2 separate regions of the Macaca mulatta genome follow, and region 1 is linked to region 2. The links are chromatin contacts, called in public Hi-C maps. All regions are on one chromosome and are shown on one strand. Each heading gives the region's core, a stretch centred on a gene start, on an enhancer-like site or on the middle of the called end of the contact. The rest is flanking DNA. Distances are from core to core; before and after follow the strand shown.

Region 1 (3,907 bases), core at 1,145-3,644, 220 kb after region 2:
TGCCAAGCTCCAGCTCGGTTTTCTAGATGGGTCAAGATTCAAAATACTCTGTTGTGCCTCATGGCTTTTTCTCCCCAATTTAATTTTCACAGTATTTCCAAGGTGGGTATTATTCCTGTGTTTTGGGTAAGGATTCTATGGTTCTGAAAGGTAGAATGTCAACCCTCATTGGCCCTGGGATTCCAAGTAATGCTGTTTCTGCCCTACCACAGGTGTAGTGTGCAGAGCCTGAGCTCAGGTTGCTGGCCTCAGGAGAGAAAAGAGGATTTTGAAATGGGGCATCTGAGGCAGAAGCTGTGAAGGTCAAGTGTGATAAGGAATGAAAAGTACCTGTTAGTGGCCGGGCATGGTGGCTCACGCCTGTAATCCCAGCACTTTGGGAGGCCAAGGTGGGCAGATCATCAGGTTAGGAGTTCGAGACCAACCTGACCAACATGGTGAAACCCGGTCTCTACTAAAAATACAAAAAAATTAGCTGGGCATGGTGGCATGCACCTGTAATCCCAGCTACTCAGGAGGCTGAGGGAGGAGAATCGCTTGAACCAGGAGGCAGATGTTGCAGTGAGCCGAGATTGTACCACTGTATTATACGACAGAGCAAGACTCAGTCTCAAAAAGAAAAAGAACCTGTTAGCTTTTGGAAATAGGGTAATTGATGACCTTTGAGCAGAGTCGGCAAACTTTTTCTGTCAAGGGCCAGAAAGTAAATATAATATCTCAGGCTTTGAGGGCCACACAGTCCCTGTTGCGACTATGTAACTCTGCCATCATAGTACAGAGCAGCCTTAGACAATACATAAATGAGTGGTCATGACTGTGTTCCAGTGACATTTTATGTATAAAAACACTCAGTGGTCCAATTGGCCCTGCTGTAGTTGGCCAATGTAACTTTTGCCTTAGGAAAGGAAAGGAGAAATGGAAACTTAGCATTTATTCAGAACTTACCATGTGCTAGACAGTGCATGAACATTTTCAAGCCTGCAGCTTAGGTATGAACCCCTCTTACAGTGAGTTGATGGAGAGCCCCAAGAGCTTAGATATACTTTGCTGAAGGTTAGACCACGCCTTGATAACCAGCTGGGATTTGAACCTCAGTCTAATTCCAAACCTGAGTCATTTTCACTTTACTTCATTGCCACCCGGAATAGTGGCCTTAGATCAGATCACTCTCTAAAGGTGCAGATGGCACAGAAGCCCTCACACTCTGCCTTTCCACCGTATCCTTCACATGACCTTCAGTGAAGCAGTGTTTGCTGCTTTACCTTCCTCTACGCCGAGGGTCCAAGGACTGTCAGGAACACAACCTAAATACAACATAGAAAGTAAAAGGACTCTCCTGTATGTGACGAGACCTCTTAGTTACCATTAAAGCTTGGGTGAACTTCTATTTTTAAATTCAGAATAGCATTAGAATTATAGAGAAGTTGCAAAGAATAATGCAGAGTTCCCATGCACTCCATACCAAGTCTCCCGTTATTAACGTAGAACATTAGTATGACACACTTGTCACAGTTAATGAACTGATATTGACACCTACTAAAGTCTGTACTGTATTCCTGTTTTTTTCTTTTCTTTTTTTTTTTTTTGAGACAGAGTCTTGCTCTGTTGCCCAGGCTGGAGTGCAGTGGTGCAATCTCGGCTCACCGCAGGCTCCACCTCCCGGGTTCCCGCCATTCTCCTGCCTCAGCCTCCCGAGTTGCTGGGACTCCAGGCGCCCGCCACCATGCCCGGCTAATTTTTTTGTATTTTTAGTAGAGACGGGGTTTCACCGTGTTAGCCAGGATGGTCTCAATCTCCTGACCTCGTGATCCACCCGCCTCGGCCTCCCAAAGTGCTGGGATTATAGGCATGAGCCACCGCGCCTGGCCTATTCCTTTTTCTTTCTTTCTTTCTTTTTTTTTTTAAAGCTTATACCCAATGTCTTTTTTCTGTGCCGGTATCCCAGAGGACACCATATTGCATTTAGTTGTCATGTCTTCTTAGACTCTTATTGGCTGTGGCGGTTGCTCAGACTCTCCTTGTTTTGATGACGTTGGCAGTTTTGGGGAGTACTGGGCTGGTATTTTGCAGGTTGCCCCTCTATTGGAGTTTTTTTCTACTGGAGTTTTTCTGTACTAGTGTTTTTCTCATGATTAGCTGTAGTTACGGGTTTTGGGACAGAAACCACAGAAGTGAAGTGCCGTCTGCTCCCATCTTTTGATGTACACAGTAGCTTCCTGGCTTATCCCCATGTTGATTTTGATCACCTGGCCAAGGTAGTGGGTGCCAGGTTACTCCAAGGTGAAGTTACTCGTTTTCCTTCCCTCCTCCTGCCATATATTAACATGAACACATTTGTATGCATGCATAGATGCTGTATGTGGAGTGTGCTGTACTCTCCAGAAGGCAGGAAGTCGCTGTGTGCAGCCCACGCTTAAGGGGCATGGTGGTGTACACCACCACCATGAGAGTGGAGGATCTATGTAAATTGTTTGGAATTTTTCTGCATAGGGGATTTGTCTTGTTTCCCATTTATTTCTATCAGTATGGATTCCCAGGAAGATGAACTCCCAGTGTTGTACTTGGGTGTGATTCAGGAATATGCAAGCCTTTCTGCCCCACTTCGTTGCCTTGTAAACTAGGTGAGGCTGAGATCAGTCCTCTCAGGCGCAGTCAGAGTCTGTCCTAAGATGGGGGTAGGGAGTTACTGTGCCTCAGTGGTTTACTTTCTCAATATAGACTGTTAGCCATATGTGTATTACCTGAAACCTTAAGGAGAAAGCATTTCTGGCCAGCCCGGAAAGGACACAAGCAAATGTAGCCTTGATGGTGGAGAAACGTCTCCAGCAGGGCTGTGCATCTGAATCAGCATTGAAGCAGCGCCACCTTGTGGTTGATGCTGAATGAACGGTGTATTCTAGGAACATTTTCTGCCAGGCTCTGTGATTCTTACCCTGTCTGCATGCTGTTCTGGTAGCTAAAGTACTTTAGAAAAGAAGAAATACTTTAAACTCTTAAAGAAAAAGAGAAGCTACCTTCTCACTTCGCCTTTGTACATGACCTGGCACACATACAGCAAACACTTTAAAGTAAAAAGTCTCTGTAGTTACTTTGTTTGACATACTGTTAACCATGTATTTTCTGGTAAGCCTTTTTGTCTCTGATTGTTCAAAATTGTTCAATAGCTGAGGTGTAGAAGTAGAATAGGTTAGAACCCCAAACCTCTGTCGTATTTTTCTTTGGTATCGGCAGATTGAGGAGTTATTTTAATATTCATTATTCTTTGCCCCCAAATGTCTGCAGATGTTTTTGTACGCATGTGTGAAAGCTTTGAGCTTATGTAGGAAGTAGCCAGGAAGTCTACTGAAGTCCACTGTAATGTGTGGGAATGTGGAGCCAGTTATGATTAACAGCTGTCTGCATCCTGGATTGTTTAACCCATTGTTCACACCCACTCTTCAGAACCAGTGGTGGTGGGGGAGTTGGGAAGATGATTTAATATGACCTGTGGTTGACCTGATCAACTGTTAGCAGGTGCTAACATGGAGATCAGTTTCAGTTGGTTTAAAAAAAAAATCAAGAAGCAGCTACTCTGTTGTAATAAATCATCGTATATTCAGGAATTCTAACTTTAATGTAAAATCTTGATCACCTGTTTTAGAGTAAGGTAAGCAATAACTGTAGTTGCTTTAACCAATAAAAATTCGACATCATCCTGAGCTGTAGTGTGTTTAATGTGGAAACCCTGTTCTCTGTTGTGTCCTGAATGCTGAACACTGATGGGAAGTCAGACACGGCAGCTGAGAGGTCACGATGGCCTGGGTTGCTGCAGGGGATGGCAGCAGGCACTCTTATGAGGTGAGCTGTGGCCATGACTCATCTGGCCCCTCTCAGTGATGTCACTGGTTACCTATGTAATCTGTGAGTG
Region 2 (3,882 bases), core at 953-3,452:
ACAATTTGTGCCCCTTTAAAACTTCCTTTCTTGTTGGAAGTAAATCTTTCATTTGGATCATTCAAAAACTTTGAGTTTCTGCTGTGATTGTGTACAAGGTGTCATCCCTTGTTTATTTCTGGATAGACTTCCACAGATTAAAGCTAGCATCTGTATTCTCCCTAAGCTGGTCTCTGCTGCCAGGGCCTGCCTTGTTGTTGAGCAAGGATGGTTTGGCACTGACGGGTCGATTTACATCCTCCTATCTCCATGAAGAAGCTTATCCTAGCCTGGGCAATATAGTGAGGCCTCGTCTATACTCAAAATAAAATAAAATAAATTTAACTGGACATGGTGGCTCATGCCTGTAGTCCCAGCTATTTGGGAGGCTGAGGCAGAAGGATTGCTTGAGCCCAGGAGGTTGAGGCTGCAGTGAGCCATGATAGAACCACTGCACTCCAGCCTGGGTAACAGAATGAGACTCTGTCTCTAAAACAACCACCAAAAAAAAAACCGTACCTTTAAAAAATCATACCTACTTCAAAATGATGTAAAAACATCATCAGTCATTTTATGTGTTTTGCTATACCTGCCAAGAAGAGTTTGATGGTGTTGAATGATTGCTTAGCATTTAGTCTCTTTTAGTAATAAAAAAATTAATATTGGCAACAAAACAAATTGATTTCATGAGCTTATTGACAGCACTGGGGAATTTAGAGTTTGCCATAGTGAGCCAAGAGGGCCGAGCTGCTTTTGCTTGACCTACAAATCCTACAGTTGCCAGCCAATCTGGTCAATTCTTGGCTATGGATTGATTTCCCCATCAGTTTTCCTCAATCTCGTCTCAGACCTCAGAATTTCCTATTCCACTGGACACCATTGCTGCTCAAATACATCCCATTATAGACAGCCCCAGTGTGTCATATCACCAAAAGACAGAGCAAATGGCTGGTTGGACTGCTGTAAGCTCTGGATCACTTCCAGAATACAAGTTCCGCCATGCCAACCAATGAATCTGTTTTCCCAGTCATCTGTTTTCACCAAGTCAAGAGTTCAGAAGACTTGTTCAATAAGTCAGAACTTCTGTAGCTGAATGACTGGTGTTCCACTGTGATCATGATATTTGCCCTTTAAATGTAAAAACTGAAGCACTTTGTGAAACCTGAAAACAGTTTAAGACATTAAAAAGACCTCCCCCCACCACCTAAAAGAAAAAAATTTTCATGCACTGTAGAAACCATTCAGAGGCAAAACATCACGTCCTAGTGAATATAATAGGGTCTTGCAGCCCCCTCTTATTTGAACACAACTCTCATTGACTTAAAAGTGACATTTCCAAACTGGCTGCAAGAATGATTTGTCCCCCAAACAAAGCAGGCTGCATTTGTTCTGCTAGAATGGCTGCTCTTCTTTGTCTCTGGGTAATCTGATACAGCATGCATTCATTCATTCAAGGGTGACTCTTATTTGAAAAATTTCTCAATGAGACCATTTAAAAAATGGTTTTTAATCCAGAGCTTTCATGACTAACTCTAAGGCTTCTTTCAGCTTTCAGCCTTGTCCCTGTTAGTTTCATAGAACTGACAAAAATTGATCTTTTGAAATAAAATTTTTTACAGTAAATATCAACCTAAAAGTGATCATTTTTTTCTGAAAACTTTGTTTGGACTAAGAATGTGCAGCTTATCTGCAATTTTTAACTGGAAATTCTCTAATCTCTTCAAGATTTTTTTTTTTTTTTTCTAGTTAAAATGGCAGGTTAAGGGAAGGGAAAGTGACTTAAATGAAGTCTGTTGCCTTCCACATGCCTGGGGCCATTTCAAGAGGAGTAACAAATCTTGAAGTGTTTAAAAACAGTGCAGTGGAAACCAGAGCTCCAGGTAATATTTTCTCTTCCAGGAAAAGCTCTCCATCACAGGCCATACTCCTTGCTACCCACCTTCTCCAGTCCCATGCACTTCCTGGCCCCTTAGGTCAGAATTCCTATAAATTTCAGGGCCTGCCATTTTCCCAGGGCAGAGGTGAGGACTGGGGGAAGAGATGCCTCCAAAATCACAACTTCATTAACTAAAACAAAGCAGACATGCAAGGTTGACATTTGGGGCATATGAATCTTCTTCATGATGGTTTCCATGTCTCTTTAAATAAACAATGTGGAAAGAAAAATATGACAGTCTGTATTTGCAGCAGTTCTAAAAATAACTTGTGCAGGAGAGGTGAACCAGTGGCATGTGCCCCAGCAGAGTCCCCTGGCTTCACTTTCGCAGTCACCTCTTCCTAAAAAAAAACAAAAACAAAAACAAAAAAAAATGAGCAACTCACAGGATACTGCAATACATGTGTGTACATTATAAAAGCCAAAATGAAAAGGTCTCTTTAATGCTAAAGGTAAGATGCAAGTTACATTTAGAACTGACCAGAAGGCAGTCTGATTAGTGGTTGTTTTTTACCTCCAACTTCTGTTTTTAGTATATAAATAGGGTTTAAAAGAATAATCAGTACTTAAAGTCAGTGTAGCCCTTTAAGACATAAATAACTGAGAAATAATGAGATTGTTAAATATCAAAGAGGTTACTACTGCACCCTAAATTTCCCCTTGAGTGAGAAGTGAATGATCAAATTCAGAAACACTTCATTAGATAGAACTAAATGCTGCCTTTCTCCTTGCTAATCTCCTCCTGAGATTTTGCTCTTCACTTGAGCAAATTAACTGAGGGTGAACAATGATCAAAAGAAAAACTTATGAAGAGCAAACTCCATAAATTGCTAGTGAGACTGAAGCACAGATCAGAAAAACTCTCTTTAGTTAGCTAAAGATGAGAAATAAAAGGCACAGATATACGCATGAGATATCTGCTATAAAACAAATAGAAGGCAAACAGAAACAGGAAGGTTTGGAGAGGGGTTAAGAATATCACAAAAAGCAGAGGGCTTTGCAGGGCTCCACAGCTTCTTACAGCCCTCTTTGTGTTCCTTTCTTGGCAGGTAGATCCTGAATTATGAAGAGCTCCTGATTTGGAGGCTTCCATACCCACCCCTCCCCCTATACACACTCCACACCACACACACACCAGTTTGTAATATATATAAATAGAATCTGCACAAGCCCCTTGAGTGGAGTTGAAATAAACAGAGGAAGTTGACATAGGAGTTCAGAAAGGCCATGGTTCCATGGTTTAAGAAACAGTCATCTGAACTGGGCTTGTGGCCCGTGCCTGTAGTCCTAGATAGTCGAGAGGCTGAGGTGGGAGGATCTCTTGAGCCCAGGAGGTTGAGGCTAGTGAGCCAGGATCACACCACTGCACTCAAGCCTGGGCAACAGAGCAAGACCCTGTCTCAAAAAAAAAAAAAAAAAGGAAAACATTGCATACTTCGCCAAAGAAAAGATATGAACAACAAATAAGCACATGAAAAGATTCTCAACATCATTAGTCGCTGGGAAACTGCAAATTAAAATTAGAATGGCTCAAATTTAAAAACCTGATAGTACCAAGTGCTCAAGAGGATGCAGGGCAACTGGAATTGGTCCATTGCTGGTAGGAATGCAAATGGTACAGCCACTTTGGCAACAGAAACAGTTTATTATAAAGTTTAACATCCATTTACCATATCACCCAGCAATCCCAGGCCTATGTAGTTAGCCAAGAGAAATGAACACATATGTCAACTCCACCCCCAACAAACAAGTAAGCTTGGATGCTTATAGCAGCTTTAATCATGGTTGCCAAAAACTGATGACTTGGGTAAATAAACAGTTTATTGCTGGAATACTACTTAGCAATAAAGAGGAATGAACTACCGATACCGGCAACAACATGATGAATTTCAAATGCATTCTGCTAAGTGAAAAAAACAGACTACATAGTATGCGATTCCATTTATGTGACATTGTGAATAGGATAA

What was found. Hi-C and Micro-C count contacts between places; a contact is called where the count stands out from the background.
Region 1: a Hi-C map of blood shows a contact between it and region 2, with 7 times the contacts expected there. The contact joins two enhancer-like sites. A contact is called at or near these places in 8 of 14 Hi-C or Micro-C datasets (blood, cortical neurons, fetal cortex germinal zone and 4 more).

What each region holds. Positions count from the first base shown.
Region 1 is chr12:63,940,332-63,944,238 of T2T-MMU8v2.0, forward strand. All of the region lies in intron 3 of TANC1 (tetratricopeptide repeat, ankyrin repeat and coiled-coil containing 1), which reads left to right. Among named protein-coding and RNA genes, the nearest start is that of TANC1, 150 kb to the left of the region's middle. Within about 2 kb of position 2,395, at least 3 of the 40 cell types and tissues checked have an H3K27ac peak or open chromatin away from gene starts, as enhancers often do.
Region 2 is chr12:63,725,434-63,729,315 of T2T-MMU8v2.0, forward strand. No RefSeq gene overlaps it. Among named protein-coding and RNA genes, the nearest start is that of TANC1, 65 kb to the right of the region's middle. Within about 2 kb of position 2,203, at least 3 of the 40 cell types and tissues checked have an H3K27ac peak or open chromatin away from gene starts, as enhancers often do.